Linked DNA regions of Bicyclus anynana: region 2 is linked to region 1. A link is a contact called in public Hi-C data. All regions are on one chromosome and are shown on one strand. Each heading gives the region's core, a stretch centred on a gene start, on an enhancer-like site or on the middle of the called end of the contact. The rest is flanking DNA. Distances are from core to core; before and after follow the strand shown. Region 1 overlaps LOC112050886 (long-chain-fatty-acid--CoA ligase 4). Region 2 holds the start of LOC112050886 (long-chain-fatty-acid--CoA ligase 4).

Region 1 (7,670 bases), core at 2,807-5,306:
AGCAGAAAACCGATCTAGTTTAATAAAGTGCGATGAAAAAGAATTTCAATTCTAAGAATAAAAACTATGAATATAAATTTATTTGTAGTGAAATTCAAATTCTGTTACGTCAAGTGTCGTTAAACAAATATTTAAAACAAATCTGTAATGTTTTTTATTTTAAGATTTCAATTTCAACTTGCGACTTCGGCGTTGACTTTAATTTATTTTTGAAAAGATATTGTCATAGCGTTAAATTATTAGTATTTCTCCAAACATCTTAGATTAATCAACATTACCGTAAAATCTTTTACTTTAATAACAGAGTTGTTAAATTAATTTTAATTGATTGAACCAAACGGTTCAATCAATTAAAATTTCCAAAAAAAAATGAGATGAGGGTCTAAATTGAATATAGCCCAATAATCCAATAATATTATGACAAATACGATTCGTCGACGAACGCAACAGCGAGCTTAGACGTTGAGAATACATAGACACGACAAATATAGATACGAACTAAAACAGTTTGGTTAACCGATTGCGCGAATCGCCACGTAAATACAATATAACATTATAATATAATAAAAGCATAATTGCGGAATAGTTTACAACAGTGGCTCCCCTCCCTCTAAGTACTAAAAACAATAACTTAGTCTAAACAATGTTCCAATTTGTTTCTCATGTTCGCGCTACGGAACTGACTTTTAGTCCTTATTTCAGCCAAACAATTCTAACAACTGGATAAGTTATACGTCGTCTCAAAAAGAATTAGGTGTAATTGGTTTAAATAACAAGTTGTACTCACTTATTAAGATTTTATTATCAAATATTTTACTGTACTTTTCATACTAAAAAATTAAATAGATGGAAAAGTACTGAAATATCTATAGTAAAACTAAATAATATTGAAAGATTATTTCCATATTCAGCTTTATATCACACTTTGTTTTTTCAAGACGGCATATAAGCCTCCAGTATAATTATATATTTCTTAAACTTTTACAATTATATACATCACAAACATGAAAATGTTAAATCCGTTCAAGGCTCAAACAAGCGTTCCGTAACGCGAACACCGCTGCCGTCCCTATCTACAGTGTGACATTCAATTCTACAAATAATATCTATTTGCATTTATAATTTAAACGAGTTTTATACAAAAATGTCCACGAATAATCATTATAATAATAAAAACATTGCGATTGCAATTTCTTAACGTGTATTAAGGGTGCCCGCACATTTGTAGGAAGTCGCTCGCGCTACTTGCTTAAAGTTAAATTACACAAGAAGAGTTTCTCGAATGCAAGCAACACAGTATATTCCAGGCAACAAACTGATAAAAATCAATTGAAGGAAAAATGCATGAGCGACAGATGTTGTTCTGATCTATTGAAATACATTGTTCAAAAAGGAATATTTCATCTCCAATTTCTACGTAAACGTAGTAGATACAATCATTAAATATTTTACAAACAATCATTTTAAAATTTTAACGAATTAAAATTTGGAGAATGAAGACTCCTTTTTGTAAAAGTTCTAGATAATCGCTTCGTGCATTATTGACTAGACTCAGCGACTAGCGACACTGTGTATGTGCGGTCAGCTTCAACACCAGTTCATACTGAATCGAACAAGTAGACAGCGTTATATTTTATACATAACGAGTAAAATGTCGCTCGAACGACCGATCGACATCAGATCTAATTAGTTTATATTCATTTAATCATAATTTCATTCTAATTTCTGACAAGATAAGCAATCTATCGACGTTACAAGGGTCCATGACTTGAAAAATTAATTATTAACTTTTTATAACATATTTTACACTATCGTGGTGTATAGGCCGTAAAATGCATTATCAGATATAAAATCACACAATATAAATATCTGTGTTTGTGATCTGCCTTATTTTTATTCAATCAAGATATTTTAAAAAATTAATATTGATTAAAAAACATCCATTTCAATTTATAAAAAAGGAGACGTAAAGTAAAGTTAAGATGTCTACTGTAAACCATGTAGTGCTAGTATTTTTTCAATATTAAGCATTTTGTCTTTTTTGATTTTTGTAATATTAGTCATGTACCCCGTAAAATTACACGTAAAATATGATACAGACTACAAATTTTAATATAAACATAAATAAATATGTACAAGACTTATCAAAAATTTAACAAATAGAAACTGTGGACCGAAAGTAAATCATGTTTAAATTTTTCATTATTTTATTTTTAAGTTTCAAACTAACAATTATTTAAAACTAAAGTTCCGCTAGTTATAATCAGGTTCAAAATTACGTGGAGAAACTATCTAACACCTGCTTTTTCCTTTAGTAGTAATTGTCTGTATGTTGGGAAATATTTTTTTATTCAAATCTTAAAAACACCTGGTTATGAAATTTTAAAACGAAAAACATAACAAAAAAAAACCTTTAAGCTAGACCTACTTGATTTATAGTATAAATAAATCTTGATTATAAAAATTAAAAGTTTTTATTAATTACGCTATAATTAGACTTTTTACTGTTTAGTTTTTATTTTGTCATTCCCCAAATTCACAATAATAAATTTCAAAACCATTATTTCACTCCACACCATTTTGAACCGGACTATATTCAATATTAAATCTAGGAATTCTCAAAGGTTGGCATGACAGGATATTCATTAATTTCTTTATTATACAATCTCCTATTAATGTGATGTGCTCAATATACAAATAACTCTAACGAAGTGTAAACTCAGTACAATCTCGACGTTTGGTTCGGAGAAGCTAAAATTTACAGAAACATCTATCTACACGAGTAACATGCAAAACAATTGCATATGCGAATGAAACTTCACTGCCAGTAAACACTTACTTATGTAAACAATTAACTGTTAACGCAAATACGTATGTCATTACGTAAGCAAACAATTATTCACGATCACAAGTGCAACAATGAAGTTTCAATCGCACTGCGTATAAATCAAGTCACGTAAAAAGAGTACATCGAACAGTGCATTGTACGACAACACTAATTTACGAGATCGTTAGTATTTTACGAAATGTGCCGTAAACTCATACATTTTTTTAAATGTATTTTTATAGATAAAAATATAATTTGAAGAGTTTAGTAATAAAATATACAAACTTAATTTAAAAAATCAAGTTAAATAACATTCTCACCCCACACTCATTACAAAAAACGCTACAATTTTAATTACAGATGTAATGACGTTTCAAAAACACCGTTTTCCAAATTTATGAATATTATTGAGGTATACTAGTTTCCAATAAATAAATTAATAATTTAAAAAATACCTATCACTATTCACCAAATTTAATACGTTAAATTGATTTTGGCAATTCAACTATCTCTACAAGTGCACTGAAAACGCCACATAATTGCTCATCACAACCTAAAACAAACAATAAAAAATTATTATAAAGAAGATGCTCTTTTTACGTGACTCGGCCTACACTAACACGTTCGCAACTTTTTTAATCTACCCAAAAAAAAAAATATTTTTTAGGGCGCGACCTCACGGAGGCGCGCGGTGGTGGTGGTGGTGGGGGGGAGGTCAGATCACGAGGCGTACATGCGCTTGATGTCCTCCTTGTACCGCTCCTGGATGTCCTTGCGCTTGATCTTGAAGGCGGCCGTGACCAGCCCCATGTCGGGCGACCACACCTCCGTGCACAGCTTCACCGCCGCCGGCACCTCGAATTTCTCCAGCCCACCTGCGTCATACAATTCATAAATACAAAATTCATTTCTTTGAAAGAAAGAAAGATCTTTATTTTCAAGTAATGCCACAAATAACATTATTAGATTCTAAAATATGTGGCTTAACTATCCATTTAAACAGTGGAGCAATAAAAGCCAGCCGCCAGCTCGGCCAGGTGGTGCGAGTCGGGCACCAGCAGCGCCCGGGGCTCCTGTGCTGCAACACTCGGCACTCACATTTGCGCGCGTGCTCGGCCAGCTCCTTGACGACGGCCTTCTCCACGACACTGTCCTGGCACAGCTCGTCAAAGTCGGCGGGCGGCCGGCCGACGCGCGCCGCCAGCTCGGCCAGGTGGCGCGGGTTGGGCACCAGCAGCGCCACGGTGTAGGTCTTGGAGCTGTCGCCGTACACGCAGATGTTCTCCACGATGGGGCACGTCTTCAGCTCGGCCTCCACCTTGCCCAGCGACACGTACTCGCCGGCCTGCAGCTTCACCAGGTCCTTCTTGCGGTCTGCGACACACAATTATTATTATTAAAATACTAGCAGAAGCCGCGCGGTTTCATCCGCGTGGTTCCCTGTCCCGTAGGAATACGGGGTTAAGTATAGCGTATTTTTAGCAGACTCAGAAGTGGATTACAAAAATAAGAAAACCAATGTGGAACAAAGGGTCTCAACATTTGTCAGGACAATTTAATTAACAAATCAAACTGTAACCAAAATAAGACCCTAAAATGGCAGAGACCTTGAATGGAATCACGTACTTGTGAACGTTGTGTGTAGGGTTAAGGGCGCCCTTGACAGTTACCAACACTCTGCTTTTCCACTCAAGTCACTCTCCCCGCCTATGCTAAGTAACCCATAAAAAATTACACAAGAAATATGGACGGCTTTACACAGCAAGAAAAATGCAAACGTTTGAGTGGAATCACGCCTGATGGTAAGCAATGATACAGTATATGGTGAAACGCGTAAATGATGCCAATTCACTTTTGATTTAAAGATACACGGTAGTAGGGAATAGAACCTGGAAGGACATTTCAAATTTTTGTAGTGCGTTTAAGGAATGATGAACCACACCGCTTAGTGTGCGTCCAGGGGTTATCTACAACGTAGCGGTGTAGAATACTGCGATGCCTGACAGTTTATAGTGAAAGCGGCAGCTCATCACGACATTTGGAAAACCACTTGACGTACCAAGACGAAATTTAACAGGAAAGTAGTTAGTCGCCATAAACGTCTTTTAAGAACGAATTTGCATCAGGGTCGGATTGAGGGGGTTTGAGGGTTAGTAACATATACGAGGGGTACTGTCGAGCCTCACCGATGATCTTGATGCAGCCGTCGTGATGCAGCTCGGCGATGTCGCCGGAGCGGAACCAGCGCCGGCCCGCCAGGTCCACGAACTCCTCGCGCGTCTTGTCCGGGTTCTTGTAGTAGCCCTCCGCCACGCTGTCGCCGCCTATCACCACCTCGCCCTGCGGACCGACACTCGCTACAGCTTACACTCATTGTGCCGAGGAGAGAGTGAGACAACTTTTGTGGCCACGTTACTCTCCTGCCGAGAAAAGATCAAATATTCGCGTGAGTAGGGCAGTGTCACCAGTGTGAGCTCTATAAGTCATCTGTCCCGGTCGTCCATCATGAACATCTGGTAATGGAGGTCGGCCTGGCCTGTGGTGATTCATCAATAGTCTGACAATTATAGTACCTGCGGGTAGGGCTTGTTGTTGACGCGGTAGTTGCCCTCCACCCAGTTCACCAGCTTGATGTCCGTGCCCGTGGCGGGCGCGCCCACGCGCCCCGTCGACCTGCGGAGACACTCGACGTTATTGACTGATAGACATGTCGCAATGACTGCCTGCATGATATTATCATATAAAACAAACAAATATTATATAGCAAATACCAGTTAATTTCATTAGGCGGCAAATCTCAGTGTACCAAGTTTTTTTTTTATTCTTTACAAGTTAGCCCTTGACTACAATCTCACCTGATGGTAAGCGATGATGCAGTCTAAGATGGAAACGGGCTAACTTGTTAGGAGGAGGATGAAAATCCACACTCCCTTTCGGTTTCTACACGACATCGTACCGGAACGCTAAATCGCGGTACGTCTTTGTCGGTAGGGTGGTAACTAGCCACGGCCTAAGTCTCCCACCAGCCAGACCTGGACCAATTAAGAAAACCTCAATCGGCCCAGCCGGGATCGAACCCAGGACCTCCGTCTTGTAAATCCACCGCGCATACCACTACGCCACGGAGGTCGTCGTAGCAAGCACTGGAGTGTACCTGTCCAGCGGGTCCATGACGGTGGCGCAGGAGGTGGTCTCGGTGAGGCCGTAGCCCGCCACCACGTCGCAGCACAGGCACAGGCGCACCTGCGTGTGCGTGTCGGGCGCCAGCGGCGCGCCGCCCGAGATCATGAGCCGCACGCGCCCGCCCAGCAGCGCGCGCACCTTCTTGAACACCTGGTGCACACCATAACAGTCACTAATCAACAAATCTACATTAATATCATACATCAGCCAACAGGTGTCCACTGCTGGACATAGATCTTTTGTAGGAACTTCCAAAAACCACAGCCTTCAGTCGTATCTAGGTATTGAGGCAAGCAGAGACCACTTCCTTACACTTGCTACGGTCCTAGTCCTAGCTCATATTTTCCTTAGTTCTTCCATTCTTATTCCGGTTCCTTTGATACAAGTTCGTCAGTTTAGGGTGCTCTTGACCTGGCCTTTATGTAGAAAGTCCTGGATTTGATCTATGAAATTCGTTTTGAACTTGTCCATTGATTCTTATCTTATGTTAATTAGTGTCTAATTTCATTTATTTTTTCTATTCTATTTATCTACTTACACATCAATTGTCTTTTTACAAACGCATAAAAATATATGGGGATGACATTCGGATTTGTCATTAAAACATAGTTTTCGAAGCATCAGCGTTTGTAGAAAGAGAATTGATGAGTAATTTGGCTGCAGGCCCTGGCTATAGAGTGTAGACCCACCACGCGGTTGAGCACGGGCGTGTCGTAGCCGCGCCGCATCCAGCCCTGCTTGTAGGCGTAGGCCCACTTGAAGAAGGCGCTGGCGAAGGGCCCGCTGCGAGACACTTTGTCCGTTATGCCCTTGCTGATACGGTCCATTATCAACTGCAAGGCGAAACTTTACATGAACAAAATGTTATATTTTGAGAAATATCGCTCGGCATTTTACCTTGAAAAAATTTGGTATCAAAAATTATGTGTTTTGTGAAGTGAAATATATAATTAATACAATATTATTTACTTGAAAAACACATTTGTTTGGACGCGATAATTTTTTTGAAGTTAAAACAATAGCCTCTAGTAAAATAGTGTTTTTAGAGATATCACGTTATTGAAGCAAAGAAGCGTTATATTAAAATTTATTTCATCAATATGTAGACGCAATGCAATACATAGTTATAAAATATAAACTCTTGAAACATTACTTTCTAACATAGTATTAGATGTTATTCCCGTATTCCTACGGGTATAATATATAGCGAGTGAAACCGCACGGCGTCAGCTACCTGCTTATAAAAAATGTTAATGAGCATAAAAAAATGTAAATGAGTTAATAATATTAATGCCTTTTATTTATAGACACAAACAGTCTGTCCTCTTACCACTACACCCAAAGTCAATCGGACTTCCCGGAATAGATTGACTAACACAGTAACTCACCGGCACAGTGGTGATGCAGGTGGGCCTCAGTATGGTGGCGTCGCCCATCGTGCCCTTCATGATCTTGCTGGACGAGTCCAACATGGTCAGCGGAGTGGAGTAGCCGATCGGGACGCCTGCAACATCAACATACATCTAACACTTGCAAACATATTTATTTGGTAGTTTTTTTTAACTTTATAAGAGATTAGCAAACGCCCACGCCTTCGTCCATCCTTAGACCTCCTTAATCCGACCCTGTCGCAAAATCCGTTCTATAGTCTTCCAACTAC
Region 2 (7,670 bases), core at 1,941-4,440, 43 kb after region 1:
GAGCATGCTTTGGCTATTGTTTTATAAATACATAGATTTCATGTTTATTTATACCAGTTGATTATTCATGAACTAGATAATAATTAGAGGGTTATATGCATATTGTAGGTGCAATTTGCATATTTTGCTCATTTTTACTTGTTAATGCATATTTTGTCTAAAACTAATGTAATTTATTATTTTCAAAATATAATTTAATGAACAGTTAACAGTGGCTTTAAAGTCGTGAATATAGATAAATGTATCTATATTCACCAGAATATAGATAAACATATATATACACCAGAATATAGATTAAACATATCTATATTCACCATTGGCGAAGAATGGAATTTGAAGAAGGTAAGCCGTCCCAAAGAAAAGGAAAACCATACTACAGTTTCTCACACATCCTTACATATATATTCATAACAATAACGAATATGTTTGTATGGATTTTTGAAAGGTAACAAAGGCCTTTAAGCACTCTTCGCAGCTGATATTCACGCTGTCATGATAGAATACTCCAAATAAAAACTAAGGACTTTTAGTATAGTAGCTCAAGCTCAAAAAGGATAAACTTTTAGTACAAATAAAAGAAATTTAATTTTTACAAAAGCAGTTGTAATGTTGAACCCCACAAACAAACTCTACTTAACTTATTGGTCTTAACAGCCTGGCTATGGGCTCAGAATATTGTCTCACAAAGGTCAAAGGGCCAAGGAGTTAGTTTAATGGATACTTAAGAAGAGCAGTCATAAAATCTCAGACTTAAGAGTCTTAGATACTCAATTCAATGGGCAAATAAAACATATTATACCCCTTTTTCAAACAACATAATATTTTTAGAGCTCATTGTACTGTGGGAAGCGTCAGTAAAAATAAAGAGATCACACAATTATATATCAAATAGAGATATACTTATTATGATCTAACAAAATAGATTTACAAAATATTGCTGTGATTAGTTTATATGCTGTAGATGTGAGTGCAAAATAAATACCATCGAAATGTCCGTATAACCTCACTAACTTACAACTTAAACTGAAGAAGGACAACCTGACTGCTCTGGCGTAATAAATATATAAAATAAAAATATTAAGCAAGTTATAATTTATTAAATATGTACTTAGTAAGTCAATAAATAAATGTTATTTTCATTTATTATTTTTTGTAATTCTTTATATGAACAGGTATCTAAAAGTGTTCTAGCAGATTCCTACCAAACTTAAAGCCACTGGCCCTAGAACACAGGCTCACTGCTTGTGGCAAATAGAGAGACACATCAAGGAGCAACTTATCTATGCCTGTGCAATATAATTGAAAATTTTGTGAAATCAGAATGTCATGAAATTAACTAGAATAAAGACCTTAATTACTTTTTGTCATCAAACAAAGCTAAGAACACTCTTGATTAAGTCATCAAAATTTGATTTCATTTGAGACCCCATTCAAGTATATTTGCAGACATTCAGTTATTCTTCCCCAATTTGACCCCCCACAACCTTTTAATGGCTCAACCGATTTTTATCAAACATGTCTAAGAAGTAAGAACAATTGCACGTAAGTTATAGTAACAAATACATGCATGCCCTGGGCCAGATTCAAACCTATGGCCTCTGAGTCAAAGTAGAGGTGATATTCACTGGGCTATCATATTAATCATACCCACATAAAAGCACCAAAATTTAAAAGATAATAAGCTTTACTGAATTTTAAATGAATTCCATGATTATATTGTCATCAATTAACATAAATTATCATGAATGTATTTAAAAGTTTAATTTGCTATTCACTAAAATCATCATTACAGTCACGAAGATAAATAAGAAGTAATAGTGTTTAATTATTTAAATATATTTGCTTAATGTTAATAGCTTCATATATGTGTATTAAAATTGTACAATTAGAAATATTTTAAAATTTAAACTATTAGATAAGTGTTACTAATTATAAACCACATAAAGCTGAATAATATGTATAATAACTGAGTTCTAGCTATGTTTTATATTTAATAGGTTCTAGTGGACATCTGCAATTTTGTTTATGTGAAATTTAGTAATTCACAATTACCATGATTACTGTAATCATAGATTTTTCAGGGGTTAAATAGCCTACATGTTGCTCAAAAAGCTCCTCCATCTTCCAGTGAAGGTCCCATTCGCTTCAGCCATTTCAGAGATAAGAGAGAAATTTTTCTTTAGAAATTTGATCAGTTAGTAAATAGTTTACACCACCATTATTTTGAAATAACTGACAGGCACATTAATTTTATTTATATATGTATTGATTAATTAGAAATACTAGGTTTATCTTAGTAGACACTATTAATTAATTATTTTCACAGGAATGCAACACCGAAAGTAAAGGTTTTTGTTCTCTGATGTGTTGTCCAAGTGCCTGCTTGTTACCTGAGCTTACCAAGTAGGAAAATCCAGGTGGATTTAATCATCCATCACCTATTATGCAAGAGAAGACAGAATAAAAATTAACCTAATCTGCAGTAATCAGTCTTTTAGAACAGTACATCCATGGGACATTCACTATGGTGATAAAAATAGTATTAATCTTTTGGAGGCTTAAATGGTGAGCAAAGAAACATGTGAGTAATTACTGCCGGCGTTTATGTGGTTCATTTATCAGCACCTAAAATACCATAATATTGTTTGTAGAAAGTATATAAGCAAGTTTCCAAAATACATTTTTAAATAATAGAAAGAAGGTTTGATTTACTTTAGATCCAACGTTTTCACAAAATGGTATATACAGTACGTAGTATTTTATTAAATATTACATTTCTTACGAAAAGTGGGTAGATCTACGGTGATCTAATTTAACGTATTTGAAACATTTCCTGGCTAACGAGTGAGTTATAATAATTTGTTATAACACGTTTCATATTCTTAACAAATTGTACATTTATTTAAAGTGTTGATTCAGCTCAATATTTACAAGAACCATTGAAGTAATTAACGTTTAAACTCAGGAATAGAGGTTAGAGAAATTCTTACATGAAAGTCACCCGCAATAAAGTCGTAGTTCAGAAAATATTAAATAACAAAACGTGGACTTACTGTATGGCTCGTTTCTGTCTTCGCGGAGTAAATATCACTTGTAAATTATCACCGAATTTTAAATTAAACTTGATAAACACTACCACAATGTATAAATCTTCCGCAAACCTTTTCTAACCAATCGGAACAGTTAGTGACGTCCGTCGATTGATGTTTAACTAAACGTCAAACCTCCCTCTCGATGTATCGATTCTCTTTGCTCTCGTCAATTTTAGTTTATCTTTCCTTCTTGCTACCATTTCATGTAAGCATGATTTGCATAGTTAGCTTAAGTTTCTTATGGTATTCTTTGTTAATAAACGATCGTTATTAATATTTTGTATGCCGTAGAAGAAAGTTTCTTAAGCTTATTCGTGATAGTAGGTATCACGAATAAGTTGAATCTCGCATTTATTCCCGTTTGAACTTATGTCGTTAAGTGTCGTCGTTGTGTACCATATGTAGTTAGGTATTATTTATAAATAAGTTAGCCAATATAAAATTTTTGATTTGTAATGTCTATCATCAATCTACATTTTTTTTATTCCATTCAATTTCAAAGAAAGTAAATGCTTATGAATTCAACTAAAATGTTAGTTACAATTAAAATCAACAATTTATTGAATAATTAGCTAGTATATAGTATTATTTACATTTCGTAAATTCATCTCATTTCTCTAAACCAGCATTGTAATTTCATGGAATTAAATCATCCTATGTTTGTATTGAATCGATAATAAACGCGCGATGTATTATCGATTAAAAGGCACATCACTGGACATGTTGAATGTGCCGTGTTTTCATTCGGGGTGGGGAAATCCGCCAATCAGAAAGCGGCAAGCAGTCTGAAAAGGTGGCGTGATCACTACGTCATATTCAACATACATATAAACCTACTTACTACACACTGTCGAGTATTGATCAATACCGCGCAAATAAATAGTGAAACTAATTCGAAATATTTTATTGCGGTTTTATTAATTCTAACAAAATATAACAGCAAATAAAAAGCTACATATTTCTGTATCATTTTATTATGCCAAATAGTTCATAAGCCCCTTTAATTTTAAGAAGAGAGACATCTATCATTAGCGCAGAAAACATTATGTACAAGTACCTTGGCAATAAATTATAATTATAATAATCAAGGGACCCTGTGGGCTGTGATGCCACTGCCACTGTGACGTTGGTATCTTTTTTGCTATCCTATTGTAAGCTAATCTCTCTAACCATGTAATTTATAAAAGACTGAGCATTTCATTCTACAAAGATATTCTCAGCTCAAAGTTGAGAACAGAAGTTGGTGTTGCTACACCCGTGCATTGGAAATTGGAGCCGTCTCGGTCACTACCATTGCCAACCCCCTTAGACCATTAAAACCCCGCATAGTGGCGTGGTGGGTTTAAGCTCCATAACTCCTCTTATTTATGTAAGGGACCCGGCTTCTGTAGTAGCTGTTAAAGTAGGCTGATATTGATAATGCCTAAATAACCAGATATTTTTATCTTACCTGCTTTGTAAATTCTAAAAAAAAAGTTGTACCTTCAGCTAAAGAAATATTTATGGGAAAAATACTTTAAATGTAAAAGTACAAAAAGGAGTCAAATCTTCTACTACAGTTGGAGCGAGGAAGTATTGCCACTTCCTGCTAAGGGTGCATTGAGACTGTGAACTGTTAGTTAGTGAACTCAGAACAAGTGGTGGTCATCATCGCAGTCGCACGAGCAGCTGAGTCAGCCACAGCAGTGCGACCGGGCTCGGAGATTTAGAGCAGCTCTCCGCCGATACTGCCTTACTGAGTAGAAACGGACTCCCAATTGTATGAGGGGAAACATTTCTTTATATACTTCAAATCCTAAGAAATTTCAATAGCGTGAGTTAGGATCTGTACCTATGGATAAATGGTAATAAAAGTGTGTAAATATATATATTTAAGCTACGATTGGTTACCAATGATAAAATAAAATATTTTCTTTTATTATAAACCATCTTTTAGATTAATTTCTATAGTGTATAGGTTGTTGGAATTTCAGAAATACTCAACTAAGTTTCATAACTAATAGCAGTGCCATCTGTGGGCGTCGACGTTAGACTTGACAAGCTATAGTAAAACCATGTTCACATTATTATTAAATGTCTTAATTAAAGAATATTTACTCCAAGGAGGTCATTGGAAAGCATGATAACTCTGTAATCATCAACATTTGAGTGGTCGTTCGTCCTGACAGATGGACGTGCTCTTCGTATCAACGAAATCACTTTCATGGGATTAATGATGGGAAATAATAAAAAAAATTTACAATTTTAATATTATTTTTATTGGATCGTTTATAAAAGTTAAGTAGGTACATAAATAGAAAATTAATCGTTTTGTTTAATTTAATGGACCATGACAGAAAGACTACAAAATAAAGTACATTCACAAAATAATAATTTATGACAACCACTTTTTATACATCAACTCGAACATGCAGTTCCTTGGCACAGATTTGTAGATTTTAACTATTTGTCATAATTTATTAGGTTCTTGACAAGTTTTAATTTTAAGCTAATGACTACAATTACGGCTGATGAGTGCCACTTCAAAAATTTAAACAAAATTATGCAAAATCTCTCATTTATTTTTAAGTAAAATCTCTTTTTTAGAAAAGAAACTTAATTCAAATCGTTACGACTTTACTGAGATATAATTATTATTTCTTAATTTTAAAGTTTTAATGTTTCTACAAGAATCACCAGGCCATTTGTTACATAAAAAAAACAACACAATATGTAAGACAATTAACTGTTTTAACAACTCTCTGCCAAGAATACGGGACAACATATTATTATACGCGTAGGTAATGTTATATAATATATACGTATTTATTTCACCAAATTATAACAATGTCTATAACTTATACACTATTAAGATTTACCTAAATTATTTATTATCTAGATTCTACGTAAATCTAATCACATGGAAGTAAGCCCGGAATGGGTTACACAGACGCATAGGAATACAACTTTATAGAAGTAATGAAAATTTTATCAATAGTATGCGGGGGCAAATCTCCAAAAACACTGCGCCAGTTTATTAAATACTTAGTTTAATTCACCATTTGTAATTTACATTAATTATATTATTATTATTGACTAAGGAGACAACTAAACAATAAGTTTACAATTAATACATATACTACTACATGCTTTAAAAACAACTGTTTTTTCAAGTACTATTTACGCGATACTAAAACATAATCAAGCTATTTAAAATTTTTGTATGTCTGTTTGTCTGGGTTAACCTCTAATAATAAGCTTATAACACTCAAAAAAAGAGCACAAAATATGCCTTTTAATGCCTGCATTTTTCAGTCAGATTGACAGAATAGCTTCAATAAGTTGTAAGATTTAAAGGTAAGTTACAAAATTTAAAGTAATAAAAATAGGCGCAGAGGCGAATTTCACAATGCACATAAGTTTAAGATGGTGCTGGAATGTGGACCTCACATGAAAGGCGCAGTGTTGTACGACCCCCTATTAGGTAAAATGACGACACAAGCCACGTCGCAGAGAGCCGTCGGTAAAAGGGGGGTAGGGTCGTTGTTTGGAAGACCCTACAAAATGCCAGTCTAGTGAACGTCCATCGAAGTGATGATGATGGACCGAGGTTGATGGCAGAACTCGTAATTATGTAGATCACTTAAACAAATAGCATATTACAGTGCAGCCAGCCGAAAGAATGCGTTTGTGACATCTGTCAGTATCATCAGCAAATAAAAAAGTAAACAGCTGGCCTGACCTTGTAATAGGGATGATGACAGTTTTATATATTGTATATAAATTAAGAATACGCTAATAGTAAATCAATAAGGAACAGGGTATCTGCGATCATTACTTTTGGAGCTACAGGGATTTAAAGAGTCAGATTTGCGGCGCTGCCGCGGATCCTTGAAAAACGCCCCATACAAAATGGCACGAACTAATGACGTTGTAGGCAATGTAATGATCGTTACATTTGTATGTGCGTACAAACAAAAAATATCTTTGTTATTTGTGCGTTTATTTTTATAGTTCAAATATTAAAAAATGTCACATTTAATGTAAGGAAGCTAAAACTGTATGATTTTTTATCTAATCACGATAAAAGATTTTTAATAGATTTTGAAATTTTATAATCTCATTCATTTTCCAAATATCCAGACAATCTTTGCTTTATATAAATTAGTTAACATTGACCCTATTTACCTGAATGTATCATAAAAATAAATATATTTAAACCTAGTCATCATCCCCATTGTATTAAGTGGTCCAAAACCCGTAGTTTTCTAATTAGGTAACGTTAAATTATAATTTTTACTATAACAATACCTATATACCTAACTATTCGTTAGTAAGAAATAATTACATATGTCAGAATCGCATTCTTGAAAATTGCCATACTTTATATCATACAAATCTGTAAATAACAATAATTTATACATACCTTCATCATACGTTTATACGAGACAATGTCAAGATTTTATACTATGTTTAATTTTGCTATTGGAAAAGTAAGTTCTACGAAACTATGTACACATACATTTCTTTATTATCTCAGCACGATTCTAAGGCCTTTTTGACGCTACTGATTTTATAATGAAATTATTGTGTAATTAT

Evidence for each region. Hi-C and Micro-C count contacts between places; a contact is called where the count stands out from the background.
Region 2: a contact with region 1 is called in a Hi-C map of whole body, with 3 times the contacts expected there. The contact joins the promoter of LOC112050886 here to the enhancer-like site in region 1. A contact is called at or near these places in 2 of 2 Hi-C or Micro-C datasets (whole body and whole larva).

The regions. Positions count from the first base shown.
Region 1 is chr3:782,310-789,979 of ilBicAnyn1.1, forward strand. LOC112050886 (long-chain-fatty-acid--CoA ligase 4) reads right to left here. Exons shown (of 14, transcript XM_024089288.2): 8 at 7,399-7,514; 9 at 6,700-6,843; 10 at 5,982-6,160; 11 at 5,401-5,500; 12 at 5,014-5,167; 13 at 3,926-4,201; 14 at 1-3,702. The coding sequence ends at 3,548. Among protein-coding and RNA genes, the nearest start is that of LOC112050876, 15 kb to the left of the region's middle. Within about 2 kb of position 4,057, at least 7 of the 8 cell types and tissues checked have open chromatin away from gene starts, as enhancers often do.
Region 2 is chr3:826,505-834,174 of ilBicAnyn1.1, forward strand. It overlaps LOC112050886 (long-chain-fatty-acid--CoA ligase 4), which reads right to left and starts at 3,191. Exons shown (of 14, transcript XM_024089288.2): 1 at 3,054-3,191. It overlaps LOC112050875 (sentrin-specific protease 1), which reads right to left. Exons shown (of 8, transcript XM_052891086.1): 8 at 5,328-7,670.